3 separate regions of the Rattus norvegicus genome follow, and all the other regions are linked to region 3. A link is a contact called in public Hi-C data. All regions are on one chromosome and are shown on one strand. The core of a region is the stretch at or near the end of the contact, and the rest is flanking DNA. Distances in the headings are between cores, read along the strand shown.

Region 1 (4,702 bases), core at 863-3,362, 220 kb before region 3:
TGATGCTCTCCACATCATGCTTCTGCTTCAGCATCTCCTACATAGCATGACTAATTCTCTCCTGAGAGACAGTTATCTCTCGTTAGACTTTATGACCATAGGAAAAGTGGCTCGCTTCTGCTAGGGTCCACTCGGGGTGTCTATGTGTCGGTTGTTTGTTTACCTGGGGAGCGCAGCATTTTTGCTGGAGAAGTTGCCTACAATAATAATGAAATGATGATGGTGGTGGTGGTGGTGATGGTGGTGATGATGGTGGTAATGATGGTGGTGGTGGTGGTGATGATGATGGTGGTGGAGGTGGTGGTGCTGCTGATGGTGGTGGTGCTGGTGATGGTGGTGGTGATGATATATCACCATGCATTGCTATTGATTGGCAAAGTGTTCAACTCTGTGCAGATCCAGCCAAGCAGAAATCGTCCCCCAGTTGCAGTCTCTCACCTGCAGTTTTAATCATCAGTCCCCATGATATTTTTCTTTCAGTAAAGAGCAAAGCTAAACATGATGAGGTCACTGAACCAAAGTGACTTTAGACTCCGTCACTTTGTAGACTGCAGTGCTCAGAGTTCACGTCAGCTATTTAATGCCCCAATAATAGACCAGAGTCAATCTTTTATCTGTTCTCTATAACACGGTCTCTATAACACGGTCTCAAGTCAAAAACAGGGAGAAAGGGAGAAGAAAAAAATCATTGCAGGCTAGACACCATGTAGCCCCATCAGTTATGAACAAGGAGTCTTAGCAATGGAGAGACTCACTTCCAAAAAGATTCTGTTCCTCCTGGGTAGAAAGCTGTCTTTCTGACTGACTCCTGGACCCATCCTTTCTTCCGCCCCTCCCCACTGATGTAGGACGCAGTGGAAAGCTGATAGGGGGTGACAATGGATACCTGGGTCTCGAGACTGCGGGAACTTTCCCCAACAACTATCACTCTTGCTTCGGTTCACAGCCTTTGAACAAGATTTATAGACTTGGAACTAGTGACTGTTAACTTTAGCAAGTGTTTACAGCTCTCTATCTATCCAAAAGGAAGGGCCAGAGGCTACAAACCACAGAGGGAAGCCAAGTTAGCCCCCTAGCTAGGTCAGTTAACTGGGTCTGTTAGGCCACCTTACCAAAATGAAATTTTGTAATAACACTGTCTTTTAAAAGTCGAGGACTCACGCCTATTCACCATTAAAATAAGAAAAGGGATCCTAAGGCCAAGTCATTGCCATGAACTGCTACTGTGCCAAGTCCCCTGGAAACTGCCTCCTTAGACGGGATGTGCTGAGCAAGTCATAATCATTTTGCCAAGAGTAACCCCAGAAACCGTGGTGCAAAATGCAGTGGAAAATAGCGTTGCCAAATATGAGCAGGACATTCTGTAAGCGTCAGGGAAAATAAGCCAACCGGAGCCTTTATATTTTCAGACCCATTCAACCCCAATAAAGTGTTATCCAGAAGTGACTAACACCCTTTATTCACGAAATCAAACTATCTAAGGATGTGGGAATTCTCCATCATCGCCCCTATGATTAGCGTCTGTGTTTTTAATTTGCCTCTACCGAAAGGACCTAGAGCAGACAGCTTCCCAGATCAAGTGCTTAAGGCAAATTCTGAAAAGATGCTTTTAGAGCCTGTTAGAGCCTCAGCAGTTCTGACTTCTCTCTTATTAAGGCTCTCCAGGCCAGCTTTGGTCAGGCAGCGACCTGCGACTTGCCTGCTGCGAGGCGAGTTAGACACCTTCTGATCTCCAGTGGCCGCTGTGGCTGCTAGGTTAACTCTTCTCCACTGCCTTCCGCTACCCACAGCAACTTTCAGAATCGTGTACCAAGAACCGGTGGATCTGAAAGCGCACGTCTGCTTGCGGGTACACCCCAGGGAACCCTGGAAACCAGATCAGACGCAGCTCAGCAAAACCAGACACACAAGGGATCCCTGCCCAGTTGTCAAGGTGGAAAAGGAGCCCGCACAGCTGCCTCCAGCCTCTCAGGAGACTGTATAAAAGGCACTCTTACCTTATACTTCATCTCGGCGGTGGTCAGATGAGCCCTGGTCCTATCTAGTCACACTGCAGTGTCCGCCCCTCCATTGAGCAAAGGGCTGGATGGGAGTGAGAACGTTCGCCTCCCGCGCACTGCGGAGTCTCTGAGCTCACAGTCCAGATCCAGACCGGCAGAGCGCGGACCTAATTTGCATGTTTCACCGCCATTGGTTGGTGAGAGGGGGGAAGGTAACGCCTCCACCCCGCCCACCTCTAACTTCAGAAACCCTCCGACAAAGAGCGTGTAATAGGATCATTTCTTTTCACGTTATCAAAAGGGCGGAGGAGAAAACAGAAAGTGGGAAGGCAGCCCAAACCACCCCGCGAAATAAAAATATTAAGAGGAAAGACATAGGAACCAGACAAAGGAGGTACGTTCCTTCTGAGAATAACCTAAGTTTTAAAGAATCCAAATCCACAAAGCAGTCTGAGGATTGCGCTTCCTGTGACCTAGCAACTAGTTCATAAACCCATTTCATTTCAAAGGCATTCACCTTACAATCTCTACATGAAACGAGTTTGAGGAACAAAAGGTTTTCTGTCTCCAATCCCCTCCCCCCCTTTTTTTTACTAACCACCCCTGCTGATAACTCTCTCTCCCTCTGTCTTTTCTCTTTCCCTTCCCTTTTCTGTGACTGCTTTTTTCTTCTTCAGTGTTCAAAGTACTTTGCTAAGTCAGCCTGCTAGGAGCTTCAAAACATTTCTTCTTCAATGAAAAGGAGCAAGCACCAGGTTTTCCCTGCACCATCTTGCTATGACCTCAGAGAGAGAGAAGTGTCAGACACATTAAGAGATCTTGGCAGGCTTTGATGGGGATAAAGGTTAGGTAGAAACCCATGCAGGTTCTATAGAACACACTCTATACATCATTGCTGTCCACCCAGCACTCTCTGCTCTTTGACCGACCGCTGGCCTGGCCAGATTCAGCATTGAACACTGAGGCCTTTTCCTTCTGACCTCTCTCCCCCAAATGACCCGTTAGCCCACTCACACTTATTATTCAGGGAAAACACTACTGTTTGATAAGCCTGTTTAAAGGGAACAGCTTCTCTCTGGCAAAGCCCAGGACATGATTTGTAGAGCGGTTCCATTTTGAGATTTCTATAGAGAAAGAGAATCACTCAGGAGAAGACAGACGTTTCTTTTCCTTGGGCCTCAGCATTTAGAGCATTCAGGACCATCCCCTAGTTGGGATGCATTCCAGCCAGACTGCACGACTCGGGTGGGAGAAAAAAAAATCAGTTCTTACTTTTTTTTTCCTGACTAAACTGGACCGGAATCAATTTTGCTTCCCCATTCCCCCCTCTAAATTCCCAATGGATTAAAACTTTTGAAAATAAATGATTTAAACAAAAAGCACAGGAGAACAGATACCCCATAAAAGTAGTCTGGGGGAGTAGGGTTTACATTGACAATAGAATCTATGTTTGGCTGCAGCTCTGATTTTGCTCTACAAGGTGCCCTGGCAACCTTTGGGAAGTTGACACATCCCTATTAAGGCCCCTTCCAGGTCATGGCTTTCACTTCTTGACCTCAAAGCAGAACGGAACCTGTGTGATTTGCAAGGTCTTTTTGGACACAGATTTGGCTCAAAGCAGATTGTGGTAGAAGGCTCATCTCGGCAAGCCCTGCAGACTCACCCTCGTGAGAGAGTCCAAGGTCTTTTTCTCTAGAAGATGCGTCCCGGCCCCCAGGAGATGGAGAGAGCGTCTCTTTAGCAGCCAGGCTGAATCATCTTCAGAGGAATGAATGAAAGCAAGGCTAAGTCATCCAATCTGAACATTGCAAGAACAGTTTGCCAAAGCCTGTGCCAGGCGTTTGTGAAACTGCATTCTCAAGGCGGAGAGAGGGCTGGATCCCTCTCAGGTGACTTTCTTGCTTCAGATCGCCACACGTTTCCTAACTCTGCAAGGTTAGTCTTATAAAAGCAAGGGCGTAATGCTGTACACATCTGCCAGGGGAGAGAGCTAGGGGTTTTCCTTGAGTGTGATAGGAAGCCATTCAAGTATTTTAAGCAGCAAACAATCTATTTTCCTGTTTTCGCCCTTAAAATGTTACGCTGTGATCTCAGCGCAGCTTAAGTAGCACAGGTAACTGTGCTCCAGTTATGTTCCCTTTAAACCCTTCTGAGAAACACAAATTCTCTCCGTAAATAAACAGCCCTTTCCGTATCGATTGCCTGAGATGCTGAGTAGGAAAAGTATGTAAAGACTGGATTATATAATTAAATTATTCAGGAAACCTGTGGGTTGGTACCTTTCCAGAACTGACAAGGACCCTGGGGCTCAGACCCTGCCCGCACTCAGTAGCATTCTGTGAGTGGCAGACATTTTGGCGAAAACTATGCCTGGCTAGACCCTACTGCATCCAGGAGTCAGGGGAACGGCACCTGATGCCATCTGAGGGATTTTATTAGTAGCCATTGGACATTGGTCAGAACGCAGATGGAAATCAGGCAAAGGCTGGGACTGCTCATGGCTCAGGCAGAACCCGGTGGCTATTCTGTCTGAGTGAAAGAACTAGAATCCATAAGCAAGGAGGAGAACTCCCCCACCCTTCCCCAGGGAATCAGTAGTCAAAGTCCTCAAGGAGAGGACAGAGAGAGACACTCAGAGACCTTCGGCCCTCTGGGTGTAGTCCTACCAGTCATATGTATGTTAAGCCACAATCTCTACTTAG
Region 2 (4,142 bases), core at 1,016-3,515, 150 kb before region 3:
TAGCAGAAATCTCAATGGGGCATGGATTACTATGGTATTTTAAAGTACATAGTTTGGGGGGTTGTTTTGTTTATTTGTTTATTTGTTGTTTTTGTTTTTCTGGAGCAGACGAGCTATTCTGTTTTATCCTCCTCCTCTCTGTCAGAGTCAGGTGGGCAGCTCGACCCAGGATAGAGATTTCGGAGACAACTTTAAAACAAGCATGCATGGGTCTAGAGAAGAAAGGTCAAAAGCCAGCTTTATATAGGGCAGAACAGTGTGTGACAACATTTCAATGTTATCCACACCCAGAAAACCCTTTGGTCAGAGTGAGTGGAGACCCAGGAAGACTTGGATTTGTGAGGCTGTCAAGAGAGGGGAGCGGAGAAAGTTTAGAGAGAAACGTTTTTTAGATCATTCGCTTGTGTGGTCGTAGAAGTTGTTACGATCTGCAAGAATTTGGGGATCAAGTGTGCCATATTTTGGCCATTGAGCTATATATACTGGGGCCAAGGCATTTGCAGTAAACCAGTGAGGCTTTAATGTAGTCTCTGAGATTAGAGAAGGCAGGTGAGTCAAGCTCCAGGATCTGAGAGACCGGTAGAGAGGGAGCCAGGAACAGAGCAAGGAGAGATTTAGGGAATAAGGTTGAAAACAGAAAACTTGCCAGACGGAAGATTCCAATACAGGGAGAGGGGTCAGTGTCTTACCCAAGAGATGCCCCAATCACAGTGGAAGCACACAGCAACTTGCTGCCAGGCGATGAGAGGTGTAGCCATTCCACATGGCAGGTACCCAGGAGGATTTAGCAGGTCCCAGGAGCCAGAGAGACCAAGAGTACACTTACCCAGTGGACGAGGAAAGATGGATGATTAAAGCAGGTGAAGAATCACACTCAGATATTTGGAGTTGAATATGGTGGGCGACTGAAGGCAGTGGAAACAAATGCTCTATATTTTATACGAGTCGAGTCAGCAACTTGGTTTGGTTATGAGAGGCTGGGCCCTTGAAAGGCGGTTCACGTGTACCTCTCCTGGGCTTTGGCAACAAATATATACATGTATGAGGGGGTATAGTAAAGAAACTGGCAAAATGACTGCTCCATATGGTTAAGATTTGTATTGGAAATGTGAAAGAGAGAACTACCAGAGGCCTCTGGAAGAGTCCAGAGCAAATAAAGAAGTAGATGGAATGAAACAGGACAGGAGAGAATAGTTGAGATAGTGAGGTAGCAGGGGGGGCGTAGAGATAAGAGAGAGGAAGTGGGAGCAAGATAGATGAGATAGATAGAAAGGTAGATTAGATAGATAGATAGATAGATAGATAGATAGATAGATAGATAGATAGATAGATAGATGATGGATGGATAGATGATAGATGATAGATTGACAGATGGATGGATAGATAGATAGATAGATAGATGATAGATTGACAGAAGAATAGATAAATAGATTGATAGATGATGGATGGATAGATGATAGATTGACAGATAGATGAATAGAAAGGTAGATAGATAGATAGATGATGGGTGGATAGATGATAGATTGACAGACAGACAGACAGACAGACAGACAGACAGATAGATAGATAGATAGATAGATTTGAGAATGGCTGGGTTATAAGAAGAATGAGTCGCTGTGGAGAAGGAAGCCCATAAGCTGGAGGGAGTTTAAGGTAAGGAGGTGAGAAGGACCAGGATATTAGCATGGACACTGACAAGTGTAAAGGTAAGCACTTGTGATACTGAGCAGGCTGCAGGCGGGGCCAGGTCTTGATATGCATTTAGGTGCCGTATATTTCTTCTGCCAGAGTTAAGTACACGTGACTCTCTGGCTGATGGAAACTGATTTCCCAAGTTGTTGAGAAACAGTGGCTTTTCTCTAACTGCCAGAAATCCTATAGTCCATTTTGAGCTCACTTCTGGATATATGGGCTGCCCTTTGGAGTTTGGGAAGCTCGAGTTTCCTTTGAACACCACATACATCACATCCTCCTCTTAATCAGACATAAGTATACAAAGAAAATGTTGACCTTGGCTCTGCACTGATGTTGTATCTACTAGGGAAGAAGGGACAGTGTCTGTGGATTGTTTTTGTCCCTGTGAAGTGTGATCTAGCTTTGTCTCCGGATTAACCACAACTCGCCTTTCCAATGGTCAGCTTCCTGCCTTCCTTTGAGGCAGCAGAGTATGAGTGCCAATGGTATTTTGCCGTTTACACACTTCTGAGCCAGCCTCCTTGTCTTCGCCAGGTGTGCCTGGGTAAATGTTTAACTACCAGATCTCTGAAAACAAATCAAAATCAAACAACTCTGCAAAGGGTGCCTAGCCCTTCTGCAGCCTCAGATGGCCCTGCAGGTGCGGTGTGACCTCTCCACTGCTTGCTGACGTCACAGTGGAACGGTGACCTCCGGGTCTGCTTTCCTTTACTGGGTTTTTGAAGGAAGCTTAAATTTGAGAGTGTTTATGACTTCGGCAGAGCTTTTCCCAAAAGATGGTCCTGGCTAAATGTGTCCCTGAGCTGTTCCCAACTCCTGTCCATTCTCAACTCCGGTATGACGACTTAAAGCTAAGACACTTTTGTGTCTGGGAATCTTCACTGTTGTTGCTGGAAATCATTACTTTGTCTTAAAGCACCAAGGTGGTGTGAAAATTCAAGTGGTTGTTAATGACTTCTGGGGCAGTTCTTTTATTTACTGTCATAGCTACCTCACAGCCTCTTCTCCTGCAAGCCAAAGAGGTCTGTCTGCTTGCTGTGGCTGCTCAGGGATTTTCTATTGGTCTGTAGTTGATGCTTCTCGGTATCAAAGAAGAACTAACTTTTTCTTTAAAGCACAACACTTTAAGCATTTTTTTAAGCCTCCTAGAGCCATTTTATAAGGTCTGAAGCAGGGGACCAAAGAGCCCAAGCAGCTGGCTCTTGGCTGACACTACTAAATAAAGAATGAGAATAAAGAATGAGGTCAAATACAGATTCCTCACCCCTGCTCCACCGCACCATGCCACGACTCCTCCCCCCTTCAGGAGTCAGTCCATAGGTACATTACACGGAAGCCCTTCTCTTTATTTTGAAGAGTCTTTAGGATTCCATAATGAGATAGATGAACTGATTTTCATGTATGCATGTATGTGGTAGTGGTGGTGATGTGTGTGTGTGTGTGTGTGTGTGTGTGTATGTGTGTGTGTATGTTGTGTGTGGTGTGGTATATGATGTTTGTGTTGTATGTATGTGTGTGTGGTGTGATATATATGGTGTGTGTGTGTGTGTGTGTGTGTGTGTGAGTGGTGTATGTGGTGATGATGTATGTGTGTATATGTGTATGTATACCTCTGTGTGTGGTGTGTTGTATCTGTGGTATGGTATGTAATGTGTGTGTATGTGTGTGTAGTATAGTGTGTGTGTGTTGTGTATGTGGTGGTGTGTGTGCATGTTATGTGTGTATGTGGGTATGTTTCTCTGTATGTCTGGTATATTCAGTGTGTGTGTGTAGTGTGTGTAATGTGTATGTGGTGGTGGTGGTGGTAGTGGTGGTGTGTGTGTGTGTGTCTATGTCTGTGTTATATTGCCTGGGACTGAATCAAGGCCTTTCGTCATGCACAGCAAGAACTCTACCACAGCTCTCGTTTTACTTTTAAGCAGTCTTGCTAAATTTCCTTAGACAGTCTTGAACACATTCTGTGGCCCAGGTAGGTCTTGAACTTCTGTTTCAGCCTCCCAAGTAGTATCATAAGCCTGAGACATTAGGAACAGCTGGTCATTTTCATCTGAACTACCCTAGAGAAAGTTCATTTTCTTGTGGAGTGCTTTAATGTGAATGGAGTTATTCAACATGATCAGTGCAGAAAAGATCACGCGCGCGCACACACACACACACACACACACACACACACACACACACACACACACACACGCTGCCTTTGCTAGGCTTTGAATAGTTCTGGAGGGTTCCAGGTTTACCCAAGCACCTTCTCTCCTAAGTTCCACTTGTATCCAGGTGACAGCAATAGAGACTCCTGGTTGGAAGACGAGTCCCTGTGCATAGCAGCATATCTATGTGGAAAATCACCAAACAGAGCACTATCTGATGTCCTATAATTAATGTTTTCTCTTCAGATATCAATTCCAGGCTTGGCACATCGTTTGTCACATGGTCTGAGAGGAATA
Region 3 (4,013 bases), core at 1,335-3,834:
GTGTGTGATGTGTGTGTAATGTGTGGTGTGTGTGTTATTGTGTATATGATGTGTGTGTTATTGTTTGTATGACGTGTATGGTGTGTTACATGTGTTTATATGTGTGATTTGTGTGTGTGGTGTGATATGTGTATGATATGTGTGTGGTGTGTTGTGATGTGTGTGTGATGTGTGTATGATGTGTGGGGTGTGTGTGTGTGATGTGTGTGTGAGTGTGTATGATGTGGGTGTGATGTGTGTGTGATGTATGTGCAATGTGTGTGGTGTGTGTGTTATGTGTGTGTGATGTGTGTGGTGTGTGTTATTGTGTGTATGATGTATATGTTATTGTGTGTATGATGTGTGTGGTGTGTTATGTGTGTATTATATGTGTGATTTGTGTGTGTGATGTGTGTGGTGTGTTATGTGTATGATGTGTGTGTGATGTGATGTGTGTGTGTGTTATATGTACACATACCCACAACTCTGCATGCACATGTCAAGACCAAAGGAGTCTTCCTCTGTTACCTCCCACCTTATTTTTCAAGCTAGATTTCCTCAGTGATTTCCCTAGATCTTACCACTGCCTGGGCAAGCACCAGGGAGTCCTGAGAATTCTCTGTCTTGCTTGCTAACACTGCTTGCCAATTTTGTAAGTCATGCTGACATTTTTGGCTTTTATGTGAGTGCTATAGATCTTAACTCAGGCCCACAAACACTTTCCTCATTGAGACATCCCTCCAGTCCCTGAAAGGTACAGAATGTGAGTGTGGCTTCTGGAAAGAATACTCTCCTCTGATCTCAGAGAGCTGCCTCACCTATGAGCTGCCTAGACAACCCCTTCCAGTGACTCCATCCCTTAGAAGCATGCACGTTGGAAAGTCCAAGTGCTGACTTAGTCCCCTCTATAATAACTTAGTGCAAAAGCAGGTAATGAATCTTTTACCTTTGAAACCCTGGTACCTTGCTTCTCGGTGCCCACTAGAAAGCTGCATAAGCAGGGGAAAGGAGAGCCCCACATGTTAGCCCACTATGAGGCTTTAGCTGCCTGAGGGGTGAATGACTTACGGGAAAGAAAGAATTCCTTGGCAGAAGTACAGACTCTGGCCACAGAGCATGGCCTTTTCTTCATTTTTAAGAATCCACGAGGTATGAATGGACATTAATACCACAGAATGCCTGCTTAGCACCTCACCAACTTGAGAACTAACCTTAAACATGAGTTCATAGAAACCATCCTAGGAACGGGGCACACAGGAGTGCTTCTCTTCCTCAGTCGTCTTGACCTGACAAGCTACAGGAATCAGAGGACAGAAGAGTAGTCACGTGTCAAATGTCGTGGCACGTCTGAGTAACCTGAAAATCCTGATGTCTTTGTCAGAGCTTTGCAGACCCAGCCAACAAGTCCCTAGATAGTACGAGGGCTTATTATTCCTTTCACTTATATCCACAAGTCAATTTGTGGCCCAAGACATCTCAGGAGCATGGTGTGACACTCCTAGGGGTTTTGTGAAGCAGCTGGGAGGTATGAGAAGTATACTGAGGCTCCCATAATACAAAATTTGTGGTGAAGCCTCAGCAGGCAGCCTTTGTTATACCAGTGTGTCACAGAGAAGGATTCTCTACCTTATTCAAGTCGGGGCGTGGCACAATGAATGTGAAGCAGTGCCATGTTAAACTGGAAATCAGTACACACACACACACACACACACACACACACACACACCACGTACTCACATACCACACACACACTCACATACCATACACACACACCATACCAAACACATATGCATACCATACACCCTACACACTCCACACACACCTCATACACATACACACACATACCACACACACCACACATATCACACACAAACTACACACACACCACACATACACCACACACACCACATATACACCACACACATCACACACATCACACACACACAACACACAAAACACACACACCCTATATACTACACACACCACACATACACCACACACACACCCTACACCCTACACACACACCACACATACACCACACACATACATACACATACCACACACCCTACACACCCTACACATTCCACACACACACCACACATACCGTACATACTACATACACACACACACACACACACACCACACACTACACACCACACACACACACACACACACACACACACGAAATTAGGGCCCAAGTCCACAGACTCACCTTACCTCTCTGTGTTTACATGTGGTTGTTGTTGCTGTTGTTGCTAATGAAGCCTGTGGTAGGTGTACTTTGATATGATCAGTCCTTCATTAGTTTGCCTAGTGGCTCATGTGAAAAATGGTAGGTGTTCTCTTGGGTGGAATTGAGTCAAAATTGTAGGATTTCCAAAAGAAAGAAAAGAAGGAAGAAAGGAAGAAAGGAAGAAAGGAAGGAAGGAAGGAAGGAAGAAAGGAAGGAAGGAAGGGAGGGGAGGAGGGAGGGAGGGAAGAAGGAAGGAAGGAGAGACAAAAACAACAAAAATCAGTTCTTCAAAGCTCAATCTGCCCCTAACCTCTGTCTGCCTTTGATTTACGCTCTACCAGGTTGTGAAGTCTCAATCTTGTCCTCTGACACTTTAACCAGAGGTGCTGACTAAACTGTCTTTATTCTCCACGTCATTGGCATTGAAGCTTGACTCCCCTTGATCCAGCTCAGGGGCACTGCAATGCTCGCCCAGACTCACGTAGAAGCCGTCATTTTGACTACAGGTTGCCAACACTCTCGGATTACTGTGCACAGTTATGGGCAAAATCTGCTTCCCGTTTGTCAGGAAAGCGGGAGTCTTACAATGTGTTTGGTTCCTGCAATTAATTCATTGTGAGCAATTTGGTCCCCAGATTTCCTGCAGTGAGAATAGCAGGCCATTTTCACAGTCACTGAACCATTAAATCCCTGTGTATACAAAACAAAGAACTAGAAAAGAATGTAGAGCGAGAGTTACTTAAGATGGTGATACAAATATAATACATACTAACCCAGTACGAGTATAAATATTCAGACATACTATTTATTTTGTAACAGAAGCCAGAGGCAGCACAAAATGTGATTGCCATGGGCATGCGTTAGTTAAAGCATTGTCTGGGAATTACAGGCTTGTAGATCCCTTCTCCTTTTCCAGGAAATGCTACCTGCTCGACTGCACTCAAAATGGGGGAAAGGTAGAATTTTTCTATCTTCTGTCTGTAAACCGGGACCAAGGCTAAGTTACTTGACACAACACGGTTTCTTTCGTTTTAGGATGTGTTCAGAGAGCATTCCCTCCACACCGTAGTCCCTATATCTTAAATTTGAAGGCTTTTTTCTTTTCCCTGTTGTCAAGGTCACTGTCTCAAAAGATAAATTAGGGACTGGTTCCCCCTGGTGTTTGAATATGGAACTGTATTTCCAAGTTTCATGGATGGGTTTCTGTTTGAGGCTGGACAATTTGCCCTCTGGTGGAGGCCTCAAAAACAGCCAAGATGCTCATTAAACATTCGTTTAATTAAGTTAAAAGCAGTAAGTGTTAATTCAAAGCACCAATTTTTAAATACGGAAGTTACAAATTACTAACTATCCCTCTGTGCTGGCTGGTTTTGTGTGTCATCTTGACACAAGCTGGAGTTATCACAAAGAAAAGAGCCTCCCTTGAGGAAAAGTCTCCATGAGATCCAGCTGTAAGGCATTTTCTCAATTAGTGATCAAGGGTGGGAGGGTCCATTGTGGGTGGTGCCATCTCTGAGCTGGTGGTTCTGGCTTCTATAAGAAAGCAAGCTGAGCAAGCCAAGGGAAGCAAGCCAGTAAGTAACATCCCTCTATGGCCTCTGCATCAGCTCCTGCTTCCTGACCTGTTTGAGTTTCAGTCCTGACTTCCTTTGGTGATGAACGGCAATGTGGAAGTGTGAGCTGAATAAACCCTTTCCTCCCCAACTTGGTTCTTGGTCATGATGTTTTGTGCAGGATCGGAAACCTTGACTAAGATATCATACACACACACACACACACACACACACACACACACACAGAG

What was found. A called contact is a pair of places that touch in the nucleus more often than the background predicts.
Region 1: a contact with region 3 is called in a Hi-C map of kidney, with 4 times the contacts expected there. The contact joins the promoter of Nedd9 here to the enhancer-like site in region 3. A contact is called at or near these places in 7 of 12 Hi-C or Micro-C datasets (the A7r5 cell line, Schwann cells, frontal cortex and 4 more).
Region 2: a Hi-C map of kidney shows a contact between it and region 3, with 5 times the contacts expected there. The contact joins two enhancer-like sites. A contact is called at or near these places in 3 of 12 Hi-C or Micro-C datasets (kidney, liver and mammary epithelial cells).

What each region holds. Positions count from the first base shown.
Region 1 is chr17:23,621,371-23,626,072 of GRCr8, reverse strand. It overlaps Nedd9 (neural precursor cell expressed, developmentally down-regulated 9), which reads right to left and starts at 2,112. Exons shown (of 7, transcript NM_001011922.2): 1 at 1,998-2,112. The coding sequence starts at 2,009.
Region 2 is chr17:23,559,129-23,563,270 of GRCr8, reverse strand. It overlaps a transcript of Nedd9 not described here. Among named protein-coding and RNA genes, the nearest start is that of Nedd9, 63 kb to the left of the region's middle. Within about 2 kb of position 2,265, at least 7 of the 93 cell types and tissues checked have an H3K27ac peak or open chromatin away from gene starts, as enhancers often do. A contact at or near this core is called in kidney, where this site is marked.
Region 3 is chr17:23,406,677-23,410,689 of GRCr8, reverse strand. No RefSeq gene overlaps it. Among named protein-coding and RNA genes, the nearest start is that of Tmem170b, 33 kb to the right of the region's middle. Within about 2 kb of position 2,584, at least 6 of the 93 cell types and tissues checked have an H3K27ac peak or open chromatin away from gene starts, as enhancers often do. A contact at or near this core is called in the A7r5 cell line and kidney, where this site is marked.